Linked DNA regions of Bicyclus anynana: all the other regions are linked to region 2. A link is a contact called in public Hi-C data. All regions are on one chromosome and are shown on one strand. Each heading gives the region's core, a stretch centred on a gene start, on an enhancer-like site or on the middle of the called end of the contact. The rest is flanking DNA. Distances are from core to core; before and after follow the strand shown. Region 1 overlaps LOC112051626 (homeobox protein cut). Region 2 holds the start of LOC112051626 (homeobox protein cut). Region 3 has its middle 140 kb from the start of Trnam-cau.

What was found. Hi-C and Micro-C count contacts between places; a contact is called where the count stands out from the background.
Region 1: a Hi-C map of whole body shows a contact between it and region 2, with 4 times the contacts expected there. The contact joins the enhancer-like site here to the promoter of LOC112051626 in region 2. A contact is called at or near these places in 2 of 2 Hi-C or Micro-C datasets (whole body and whole larva).
Region 3: a contact with region 2 is called in a Hi-C map of whole body, with 2.4 times the contacts expected there. The contact joins the enhancer-like site here to the promoter of LOC112051626 in region 2. A contact is called at or near these places in 2 of 2 Hi-C or Micro-C datasets (whole body and whole larva).

Annotation. Positions count from the first base shown.
Region 1 is chr8:5,911,616-5,915,908 of ilBicAnyn1.1, forward strand. All of the region lies in intron 8 of LOC112051626 (homeobox protein cut), which reads right to left. Among protein-coding and RNA genes, the nearest start is that of LOC112051623, 20 kb to the left of the region's middle. Within about 2 kb of position 1,391, at least 1 of the 8 cell types and tissues checked has open chromatin away from gene starts, as enhancers often do.
Region 2 is chr8:6,081,986-6,086,298 of ilBicAnyn1.1, forward strand. LOC112051626 (homeobox protein cut) reads right to left here and starts at 2,415. Exons shown (of 12, transcript XM_052882800.1): 1 at 1,951-2,415.
Region 3 is chr8:6,287,539-6,291,434 of ilBicAnyn1.1, forward strand. No RefSeq gene overlaps it. Among protein-coding and RNA genes, the nearest start is that of Trnam-cau, 140 kb to the right of the region's middle. Within about 2 kb of position 1,388, at least 8 of the 8 cell types and tissues checked have open chromatin away from gene starts, as enhancers often do.

The DNA.
Region 1 (4,293 bases), core at 141-2,640, 170 kb before region 2:
TAATGTGCCCTTAATATGTTGAAGAGCTTTATTGGAAATCGCATTTAATGTTGAACACACATCTAAAACAGTCATAAACAAATGTAAAAATACATGTGGCACATTTACTTCACGGAGTTGGTCGTACCTATATAAACTGTAAATGTACCAAGGTACCAACTTACAGTGATAATACTCGTATGTACCTATTGTTAATTTTTTTGTTAAAGAAGGTTTCGATATTATATGAGGACGTTTACTGTACGTTAAATTCCATTAACTTAGGTAACAAACTCTTAAATAAAATTCGCGAGGCCGATTACCTGTAAGATTTTTTATAATTATTGCACAAAATGCATTGGCTAGACATACCTACATAAATGACATCTTAAAAAGGCCAGAACCCAAAGTCGGAAAGTTTAAAAAAAAGTCTCATTAGTCTATTGGTAAATACGATTGTTTCGCTTACATTGCACCTACTGTGCCTATGACACATATAGGTTCATTCATATCTGATGCCAAAAGTCCGTATCATTGCGTCCTCAGCACAATTAGTGGGGCTAAAATAAGATTGCACTAAATTATCACAATCAAGCCATCTCGACTAGCGCGCAATATATTCGTTAAACGCATCTATTTATAAGCCGTCGTCCTTTTATCCAGATAGCTTCTGGGTTGTCATGATGACACATGATTCACCGCAAAATGGTGTTAATTTCACCAGTTTTATAAAGTGAATTAATTACGTTAATTATTCATTATGTATTGAACAAGTAGTAATAGCGTAAATCTTGATTGTTGGTTAAGAGACTAACTAATATCCTAAACTATCCCAGATACGTAATAAAATTTGATGTTTACTTTCTTTAGTCCTTTTGAACCTGATGATATTGATAAGAAGTAAAGTTTAAAAAACCTGTAAATGATCTATAGGTACATCTACGCACTCGTATCTATTGATAAAATTCGCAGTCGAAACTGTGCAGTCAAATAAAAATTTACTCGACCAATGCATTAAATTTTCTTGAAAACTTATGTAGGTACAGTCTACAGGACTGAATTTGATGAATTGCATGATGTGATGAAGTGAATGATGATTTAAATGATGCTTTGTCTTGATAGGACAACAAAGGAAGTAAACTATCTAATAAGTTTAACAAATACCTGATAGAAGTTAGGTGAGAGCGGAGCAAACGACACTCGACCGAATGTTGTCTCGCTTGCAAACATTTACGCGTAACAATTAGGTAGTTTGCTGCTATTATCCCGGACAGTCGGTTAGGTATAACATCATAAAGTGTATACCGAGACATGGTATTATAATCATAAATATGCCCGTAAAGAGGTCTGATTGCTTCGTCGGAAGCCATCAAAGCGGCCGCGGGCCGGCGAGCATTCTTGGCGAAATAATTTCTTGACCCTACGCACTCGCCGCCACTCGACAACAGATGGCGTTGCGCGTACATTGTTCATCGCATACCCGGGCTTTTTATTTTAGACTTTTTGCGTTATTTCAGCATAAACGCTCTTTAAGCGGCTATTTAGTTTTTCAAAGGCGCTTTCTAAGTGGTTGCCGTGCCGGGGGAGTTTTTGCGAGACATGTCTTTTGTTATAAGTAGGTAGGTGGCTACCCTGCCAGTAGTAATTGCGCCGTAAATTAAATGTCTGCCTCACTCATCGTAATGTTATGATTGGCTCCTTTACAAGACACGAATATTTTATGACTTTAATAGTATAGAACAAACCACAAATCTAGAATTTAAAATGCTTTTAATGTCTCCTCTGATCGATAGATGGCGTAGATATTCAAATAGTATCTTGAGCTTTCAAATATAATCCAACATTAGGTACTTAAACTTATTAAAAAACGGACGGTCCTATAAAATTAGTTTAAGACTAAGTAATTATTTAATATGTAGGTACTGACAAAATCACACAAGTTAATGGAATAATTATGTTGCTAACTTATTTTGACTTTAACTCGCAGTTGATCGAGTAATAATTATGGGATTATCCATGGGTGAGAGTTTATTTGTTGTTTGGAAGTTTGTGATTTACGATATATTGTTCAGCACTGCCGGTCTACGATGTGTCGAAGAGTTACTGTTTGAGTTTTGATTTAGTTTAAATGTTTTTTTTTAAAAGGATTAAATGAAAGCTTCATCATCATCCTATTATTACCACGTGGGTTGGTGAGGATAGGAAAAAAAATATTCGACTCTTTATAGATCACTATTAAAAAATAGCTGTTTTTTTTTCAAAAAATTTAAAATTTCTCAGCTCTAACCTCAATATTTCTTAGGCCGACCCGGGAATTGTACCCAGGACCACTTTATCCGAAGCTGCAAAGGCTAACCATTGAACCATATAGTTAGCATGTAGAGTTCAATAAAATCTAATTTAATTTTAGCTGGATAATATGCATAAAATAAATCATAATTACTCGTATGTGCACTTTATTAAGTTATTGACTTACGAATTATAAAGTTAGTAAAAAATAAAAAAAAACATCAAGTTACAAATTACAAATTGCTCCATACATCCTTATTTGAATTAAGATTTGAAAAACTGTTTTTTTAAAGACAAACAAATATTTATGTATTTAGTTAATTACGTTAGTTTTCATACTTCTCCAAAACGGCTGAACCGATTTTAATGAAATTTTATATGTAAATTCAGTAGGTCTGAGAATAGGTTTTTATGTATTTTTCATACTCCTTGATGAGGCTTGTAAACCCAAAAATTTATAAGGCAAAACAACGTTTGCCAGGATAGCTAGTTAATATAAACTTTTTACTAAAGTAGTAAAATGGTGTCCATTGTTCGGTCAATGGCGGGATTATCGGGACCGGTTCAGAAACTGTAGCTGTCAGAAGCGTTTAAAGCAAAGTTGGCAACTTGCAAATGTATCGCGAAGGGAACACACTCGTCCGCATCGAGCTTAATGCCTTTCAGTTAGACTCGTCTCGAACTTTGAACTGGAAATTTGAAATACGAACATTTTTATTTTTAATTTGAATCGTGGGCACGGACCAGAGATAATATTTTTTTTATGGGTAAGGTTTAATTTATTGTTTTTTTAAAGAATATTTCCCACATCTTTATTATTTTTTTAATATGACTAATATTTCCATTCACCTCCAACTAGTCAGAAAAAGACTGTGTTGCTGGAGTGGGTATTGAGGTTTTTATTGGGCGTTTCGAAAGTGTTTGTAAACTAAGCCATTGAAATAAATGAATTTTGACTTTTTGATTGCATTATCACTTACATGGCGAGATTGTAGTCAAGAGCTAACTTGTGAAGAATAAAAAAATCTATTGCAATCTAAAGCACTTGATATTCGAACGAAGCAAGCCATTATTCAATCCCTTACCGATAGTTTCTTCGTTCTACAACCTTGCGTTTCATTACACGCAATTTTCCAGCAATTTCACAATGGACAAAAGCCCAATTGAATATTAAAATTTGCTTAACGCTTAACCAAGAGCACTACGGCAGTTTAGACTTTAGAGTGTACGAGCTAGAATGGATAACTAAACGAGGAACTTCGGCAAAGCTTTGGTGTCCTGCGCGGACCGATAGTGGCCATTGAAAATAGATTTTCACGCTTCGCCCCAAGTCCCGACCGCTTTGGAGTGCCAAACTTTATCCTAATATTGTATTCGAAGGCTTTTCGACGGCTGAAAGGTTTTAGATCTTAACATTACCAGTGGCGTAGCGTGCTTTGGAGGGGCACTGTATCACAATTGGTTTTGGGGGGCCCAGAATAAAAAAACGATTGCATAAAATATCTGACATATTATGTGTCAGTGATTTAATCTATGTAGGATGTTTGCATTTTTAGGCACGCTTAACCCGTGATAAAATATTGCTTTTTTGAATTGGCCATATTTAAAACATACATGGCAAATGTTAAAAAAAAGAAAAAACGAACTTCTGAAGTGAAAGTCTATAGGCAGTTTTATATGATTTATTTTCCGGAAAGCACTTTCCTTCACTTTAGTTTCGTGGGTACGTTGTTTATGCTTTTGAAGTCGGTTGTATTTTTTTAATATTAATTTCGTTTTAAAAAATTAATTTTGCATTAATTTTAAGGACTATTTTATATTTTGCAATACAAAGAACTTGCAATTTAGTGAAAGTAGAATTCATTCAATATTTCTCATTTTCAAAATCGATTTGATTTGATTGATATACGGAACCTTAAAATTAAAGTTTATATGAAACATACGATCTTGTTCCCAACAACGCTTTATGCGTGTTAGGTTGAAAAAGCAAGAGTTTTAATCTGAACCATTTAAGAGAGTCGTCTT
Region 2 (4,313 bases), core at 1,165-3,664:
TCTAATAAAGGTATAACTGCATATTAACACTTGAGAAAATACAGTTATTTTGAAATCACAGACAGTATTTTAATTTTATTTATATGTACCTATTATCTACGTCTATGAATATATCTTTTACTTTGTTATATCACTATGTCGTTTCATTCAATAAAATCATAAGAATAATGGTTTTTTAGAAGAATTTATTTTAATTAGAGAGAAAAAAGGATAAAAAAAATTTGAATCAATAAAAGGTACAAAACTCTCTTTACAATCTTCAAATTTATCCAAAATCTTATAAGAATTAAAATAGACGTCCGATTTGTTCTATGCAAAGGACAAAAATGCCATTGTAAACGTAAAAATAAACCCCGTATGAAGTGAAGGGGAGTTTAGGGTAAAGCACCCAGTAATTGACACTCATCAATCACGTACAACAAAACGAATCGGTTCGTATCGGCACGCCGACGCACCGGCTACGCTTGCACCAATTAACTCTCATTCAATGAGCCATTTGATCTACTGAATGATAGTTTTGCACCGCATTTGGAACCGTCATGATCAATAATCTGACTTTTTATGCTTTATTAGGTAATATGTTAAACACATTTATTTTTTCAAACCATCCATACAATCCATTTATTAAAAAATAGCCGATCCAGTACATTTGGTACCATACAAAAAAGTTTTACACAAAATTATTAAAATATAATTTTGTATTTTTTGTTATTAACAGCAAACTCGGTAAAGAAGTACCTAGGTACCTACCAATTATTTCAATTGATAAAGGCGTTTTTGGATTTTTAGTCAGACGGAACAATTTTATATGAGAAAAAATATAAAGTAATTTTTTTTCTTTTATCTAAGATAATTATCAGCTGTTGGTTATCACAATATGCGTTAATAATTTCTTGGTTAGAGATATGAAGAAACAAGGAAAAGATACAAGAAAGAAGACTGAATAATAACATAAAGAAATAAAATGCATCTAGGTAGGTACCTACTTTTAACATATTACAAAAATTCAAGAAAGAATGTTGTGATAATAGCTATGTATTAATTTTCTTTCCCATTGTATTTTTTTAAATAAACTTCCAACATGGGCATCTACAGGAGGAAAAGGTAGAAATTAAATTCAAAGTTCGTTCACTTTCTAATAGGTGGATACTTTCTACTAGGTATCTCAAAATAATGGAGCAAATTTTTTTCAAATTCCATAATTTTTTTATTTTAAAAGACACACCAAGCCTTTTTATTTTGAAAGACATACCTAGCTTAGCACTACCTCCCCATTTTATGATTGCATTATTAAAATCATAAAACGAAGTTTTTTATCAAGCGAGATGTCATTTTTTTTTCAATATTTTCCAATAAATTAATTTTCTTTAACATTTTACCTAGTCTTGCACCAACCTACTAACAGCACTTAATACAAAATTCAAGGTTCGTTTACTTTAGGAAAATATAATTTCATATTTTATGACAGCATGAATACAATCGTGACACGAATTAAGTTTGTTATTAAGCAAGGTGACTTATTTTTCCAATAAGAAATTACAAATTTACTTTACTGTTTCATAAAATGTTAGCCAAAAAATTTGATAGGTAGGTGTCAAAGAAAATCTTATATTCCTTTTAAAAATAATACTGAAACGGCTTACCTACTGCTGAGATTTAAAATAAATTTTAAAGTTTTGACTTTTCCTATTGGAATTAGTGTATCGATAAATTTAATTTTCTTAAAAAATTCAATTATACCTATCTACATTTAGGTAATACGTTTTTAATATTTGTTGACATTATAACTTTTGTGGGTATGTGTATCCTGATGACGTCTTTCTAAGAAATTTCAAAGTCGATTTAATAAAAAAAAATATTTAAAGGGGATTTTGTCACTGGAGAATCACAAAGGTAACAAATGACTAAGTAAATAAAATGACACCTGCACGAATAAAAAAAATCACTTACTGTTATTGAACGTTCAGTTGTCACATGAGATGATATTGTCTCAGTGATGTCCACATATCACTGTACAAGTCAATTATCACATCAACATATAATCGTTTCGAGATATGGTTTCCAAAATTCACTCACAAAGTCATCAACAAAAATATTGTAGAGCGTACAGCTACGCCCAAAATAATCTTACGAGTCCGTGCGAAAACAAAACAATAACATAACACAGAGCGCACAATAATAAATTCAAGTTCACTGTGGCGCGATAAAAAAAAAATAATAAACAAAAAATAGTACACAAGTGTCGAAAGTTCACTTTTCACAATCGATAATCGGATGAACGGTTTCGATCCGATTAGTTATTACGTAAGGTGATCCTTTGAGCGGGAGCGGAACGACGTGGTCGCGGGCGCGCGTCGTTGCCGCGACAGACGACTGCAGTGCGATCCTTCGGACGAGGCCCCACCAGTACTACGCGCATCTGAGGCTCACTCCTTGGCGCGGCCCCGCCCAGTGGGACGCGACTCGGCAGCTAAGATGACCGTCTCCCTCCTTGTCGCGCACTACCGGCGCAGCGCTCCCCGTCCCGCTCCCGCGCGGCGACAGTGGGGCGCGCCAATAGGATCGGTTCGGATCGAGTCGAGACGATGAATCGAGATGTGTACTTAGGTATCGCTGCACAAGTCCTTTTGTTGTAGTCGATAATAGGATGCGCTTTTTTTTTGCGGCGTAATCGACTGCCCGGCGCTCGGACTTCAAGCTTCAGCGGTGACAAGCATTTGTTTACATTACCCACTTACTAACATCCACGCTTCATTTATCTAACAAGATATCGATTATCTATTGACGACTTATGCATTTATGCAATAAAATATTTACAAAAAAAAAAATTAAATACATTTTTTGTCTAGCTAGATGAACAAGATCAATAAATTTTATTATATCGATTTTTTTGAACAGGTAATTAATTATTGATAAAAAAAATCTCAAAAAAAAATTGAAATGCAATATCAGGATCACCTTGAATATCGAAAGTGCAGAACAATTGCAAAGGGCAAGACGCGTAGGGTCGTCTGAGCGGCTGGGGTGGCTGAACTCCGTAGGGCGCTATGTAGGTCAGTTTTTGTTTCCCGCCACCCGAAATTCGGTTACTGGGGTTTCGTGCGATCGGGAATTCCATTTCTCAATTGGGTCTACTATTGGTGCATTTACCTTACTTTTAATTATAAGGTCACGTGACAATTGGGCTCTTACTTAGGCACGTATATATTTTTAAATGTTTTAAATTTGTATTTATTTTCAAAATTAGGTATGTACGTATCTTAAGTCTGAATAGTTAGGTACATAATATACAAATTAAAATATATAGTAGGTATTAGCCACAAAATGCATTTTTAATTATAAACTAAGTACAATAACTCTTCTGTAAATGCAAATATTAATTTTAATTAAAAGATAAAATTAATTATTAAGGATAGATTTTTAAATACAGCACGAAGGAAAACACATTCATTCAATTAAGAATAATAAACATTAAGATTTTGTTGTTAGGTAGATTAAGTTGCTTAAATTAATGAATGATAACCTAAGGTTAGGTAGACTATTATAATGTTAATAAAATAAATATTTTTCCATCAAATTATATTAAATTCATTTAATTTTATATCAACAATGTTTTCTGTTTTGTACAGTACGTTTGCGACAGTCACCGTAAAGTAAAGCGAACGCCTCTCGCCGCTAGATGGCGTTACACGTAGCTTTCCTCGTTTTCCACGCATTTTCCGACGCAAAATGCTTTTTCTCTCAGTTTTATTTGCTTCAAGTAGGTACACCTAGTAGAGTAACAAGATATATAAAATAAAAATACAATTTAGAAGATATCCATAATAATCGGAAAATTTTCATTCGTTTGTGAAAATGTCGTTAACAAGGTAAGATTTTCTGTAAGATTTGTCTATTATTTTATGGTTGGTCTCACTTTTATTGTCTACTGCTGGACATAAATTGATGGGATATTTGCTTGTACCTACAGTTTTTTTTGAATATTTTTTGCATTTTACCCTTTTGCCTTTTGAGATCTAAATGGGTAGGTATAGTCTGGTAACGAATTAAACGATTTACTTATTTATTTTTTATTTATTTATACTTTATTGCACAACACAAAAACAATAACAAAGAAAACAAAAGAAAACATAGAAAACAAGTATGTGCAAAGGCGGTCTTATTGCTTATAGCAATATCTACCAGACAACCTTTGGATAAAGGATTTAATGTAATTAAATGCGGGATAGTGCAACAAAAAAAAAAAAAAGAAAAATTATATAATAATAAAAATAGTACATTTATATATAATACATGTATACCTAAATATAAAA
Region 3 (3,896 bases), core at 138-2,637, 200 kb after region 2:
ATCCAGCGGCTCCCTGCAACCCACTTGATGTTTTCGGTCCACCTAGTGGAGGGTCGACCAACACTGCGCTTTCGCCATTCCAGCACTTTGGACCCCAACGTCTATTATCATATTTTTATTTAAGCCTACTACAAGTACTAATGAACTTGTTAACCACTACGATTATGTTAATGAACTGCCGCGGATCAAGGCTAATATAATGAACGCTTAAGATTACACGCAACGATAGCATACATACAGAAGCCCAAAGAACAATTTTATTATTATAGCAAACGAAATTCGCATAAAACTTAACATTTTTGCAAAAGCCTTAAGCCGTCATGACATTTTAAAACTAGTTGTCCTTCCAGGAACATATGGACATGATATAGAGAGCCTTCAATCGATCAAGCGTGAAATTGTCCGTCTCTTTCCGCGGAGCGATATTGAGTGACCAATATATTGGGGAGAGGGAGATGGGTAGTTAGAGGACAGACCACGCCCCCATCGATCTGATAATGAAAACAACTTGCTCCGCTCAAGCGCATGATTTTTATCTCATCGTGAGTTTGACTTCGCGATTACACCGCGTGCTGAGGCCTTTTGTATTTAAAATTATCTTTATTTAAGGTGACCTCCCATAGGCCTTTATAACGCGAACATAACCTTAACTCAGAAAGCGCTATTTACAAGCACAGTTTACTTTCTTTCTTCTACTAAAAGTACCTCTTCGATAATTACATCTACACTGCATACTTCGTTATTAAAGGAGATCGATAAATTTTCATTAATTATGAATCAGATTTTCAGTCACAGACACAGATATTATGAATAATGTCTTCAATATTATAAATATTGTATTGGCTCTTTTCAGTAGAAACTGAAAAGAACTGAATAATGCCTTCAGAACTGGCGGTAGAATCTCTATAATAGTCAAAACTTGACGCTTAAAACTAAGCCTATGAAAAACTCTATTTAAAATAACATTAACGTCTCTGTCATATTCTTGTCATGTATATAACGTATTGATGTATTATTCGAATCACTAGCACAAATAATCAAATAGTTTACCAGAATATTGTAAATAATATGACTTTCTTGATGACTCTTTTCAGTAGATACTGCCTTCAGAACTGGCGGTAGAATCTCTACAATAGTCAAACTTGACGCTTAAAACCAAGCCTATGACAAACTCTATTTAAAATAACATAAACGTCTCTGTCCTATTCTTGTCATGTCTATAACATATTGATTTATTATTCGAATCACTAGCACAAATAATCAAATAGTTTACCAGATATAACATGAACTTAGAAAATATATTACTTCACAGCAAAAGTGTATCAAAGAGCTCGGCGCGGCTCTGTTCGCACTTCAACGCACCATGGGAAATCACCTTAACTTTGAACGTGGGAGCTACGGATATTCAAAAATGTTTTATTGCATTGAGTCACGACTGTACGTGATCCCTCATGGGGTTAGAGTCGTTGACACGGTAATGACGGATCTTGATTGCTCTTGTCTACGATCGGCATTTTCACGAACTAACTTACCTATAGATATAATAACACTAGCGGACGCCCACGACTACGTCCGATTAGACCTCTTTAATCCGGCTCTATCGCAAAATCCGTTCTCAGTGGATACCTACTAACTATAAACTACCTTCCTGCCAAATTTCAGCTTTGTACAACAAGAAGGTTTTCGAGATTTCGTGACGAAACCTTTCGCATGTATATGTTAAAGATTAAAGAAGAAATAAAAATAATTTATTTAACAATTTATTTCGAGGCAAAAATTAATAGAAACATTAATTTTTGTATTGTAGAATTTTCTGAGTTTATAAGGAAATGTATTCCTATACAGCTAAAGAGTAGATCTAGGGAAACATAATGTACTCGTATATCTCAATACTATAACATTTCTCTTCACTCATTATCACTGAACCATTTCTAGCTGTAGGTATCCAATTATTTGATATTCGAATAACTCATCTTTCTGATTATATGTAGTTCAGTCTAGTAAACTTTCTTAACTAATGTAAAAAAATGTCTAATCATTAGTCTTGGGAGACCGTGCTGTCTCTTGCTCAGTAACTTTCTTTCCAAGAATAAAATTGAAGCCAATATTTCCTCTAAGTACCTACCTAAGTGTTTAGAGACAACAAGCCTTATTACTTACCTTATTATTACTATCACTTCCTTATTATTACTTCCAGTACATAGATATACATTTGATATAAAGCTTTTATAGTACAGAAGCACAATTACAATAAAAAAATAAAAAGTAAAACTTCTTTATAATACGTCATCAACCCATATTCGGCTCACTGCTGAGCTCGAGTCTCCTCTCAGAACGAGAGGGGTAAGGTCATTAGTCCACCACGCTGGCCCAATGCGGATTGGCAGACTTCACACACGCAGAGAATTAAGATAATTCTCTGTTATCAGGTTTCCTCACGATGTTTTCCTTCACCGATTGAGACACGTGATATTTAATTTCTTTAAAATACACACAACTGAAAAGTTGGAGGTGCATGCCCCAGACCGGATTCGAACCCACACCCTCCGGAATGGGAGGCAGAGGTCACACTCCACTGGGCTATCACGGCCTCTATAATAATAGCCCTTTTATCTTCTTTATAATAATAGCCTTAAAATATCGCACATTTTAATTTTCGTTTCGATTTAATTTTTTGTTTTTTTACTGTAAATATTTAAAATTTGAGAGCAAATATCATAGATCAGCATCGGCACATATATCTCAAAACATTACGAGATAAAGAACGATCTTCGACCCAAATAATAATCGTGTCTGCACTTTTTTCAGAAGCCCCGTTTCATCTAAAGCAATTAGGCGCGCGCCATTGACAAAGATTAGTTTCGAGCGTTTTGATTTTACAGGGAAATATGGCGGGAATATGCTGGTAGTAATTTTTATCGCCAGCTCGCATCCCATCTGAAGTTGGAGATTAATGATCCGCCGCGTCTAGTCATACGGTTCCGCCGAATGCCGTAAAAACTGCGCGCAATTCTGTTTTTATGCCGATGTGGGAATGTAGATGGAGGTGGCATTTTGGTGATATTGTTGTGGTATTAGGTGAAAGGTCTTTATAGGCTGATAGATTAATCGAAGAGACTTCGACTGTAGATTGTAAGGTTGGCAGTTATATCCTGGGCACGCATTTATAACTTGAAGCCTGAAATCTGTGAAAACTTGATGGATTAAGACGAAGATTCATTTTTATTTGGCAGGTTAGAACTAGTCTGAGTTTGTAAAAACTTGTCTTTTCAAAGGTAGGGTATATTATGGTCACAAATAACTTCAAGGTGAAAAAAATCCGCTATAACTGGATGGATTTTGACTTAATTTTTCTAACTTTTGTCTAACTTTGAGGCCTGTGATTTCAAAGATAGTCTGATGGGTTACACACTCATTATTTATTTGAAAGGTTAGGAGTTATCTATGTCCCGGGCACGCATCAATGTACGTTATAATCAAATAAAAATAATTATTAAACCTATTTCTATGTATCTCAAAATTCTCTACAATGATCTCTAGAGGCTAGCAGTCCATAAACTGCATTTAGTCGGCAGGCTGGAGTATGACCTAATGATACAAAATAGATATAGCAAACGTAACAAACAAAAACTATCAATGTTATACATTATGTGTTAAGAATGGGTATGTATTGTCTATGAGTATTCTTACTAATAATAAAAAATAATTTTAAATTGGCATTCGTCTAATCTAGAATGTAGATTAAATTTTACTGTTTCTTATATCTAGATCTCTATTATAAATACGTACTTTCAGAATAAAACGCGTTAAGTAATAATATTTGAAGTAATACTATAATAGAGATTTTTATATACCGCATCCATTAAAAAAATTGTCGTGTAAGCCACACATCGTAC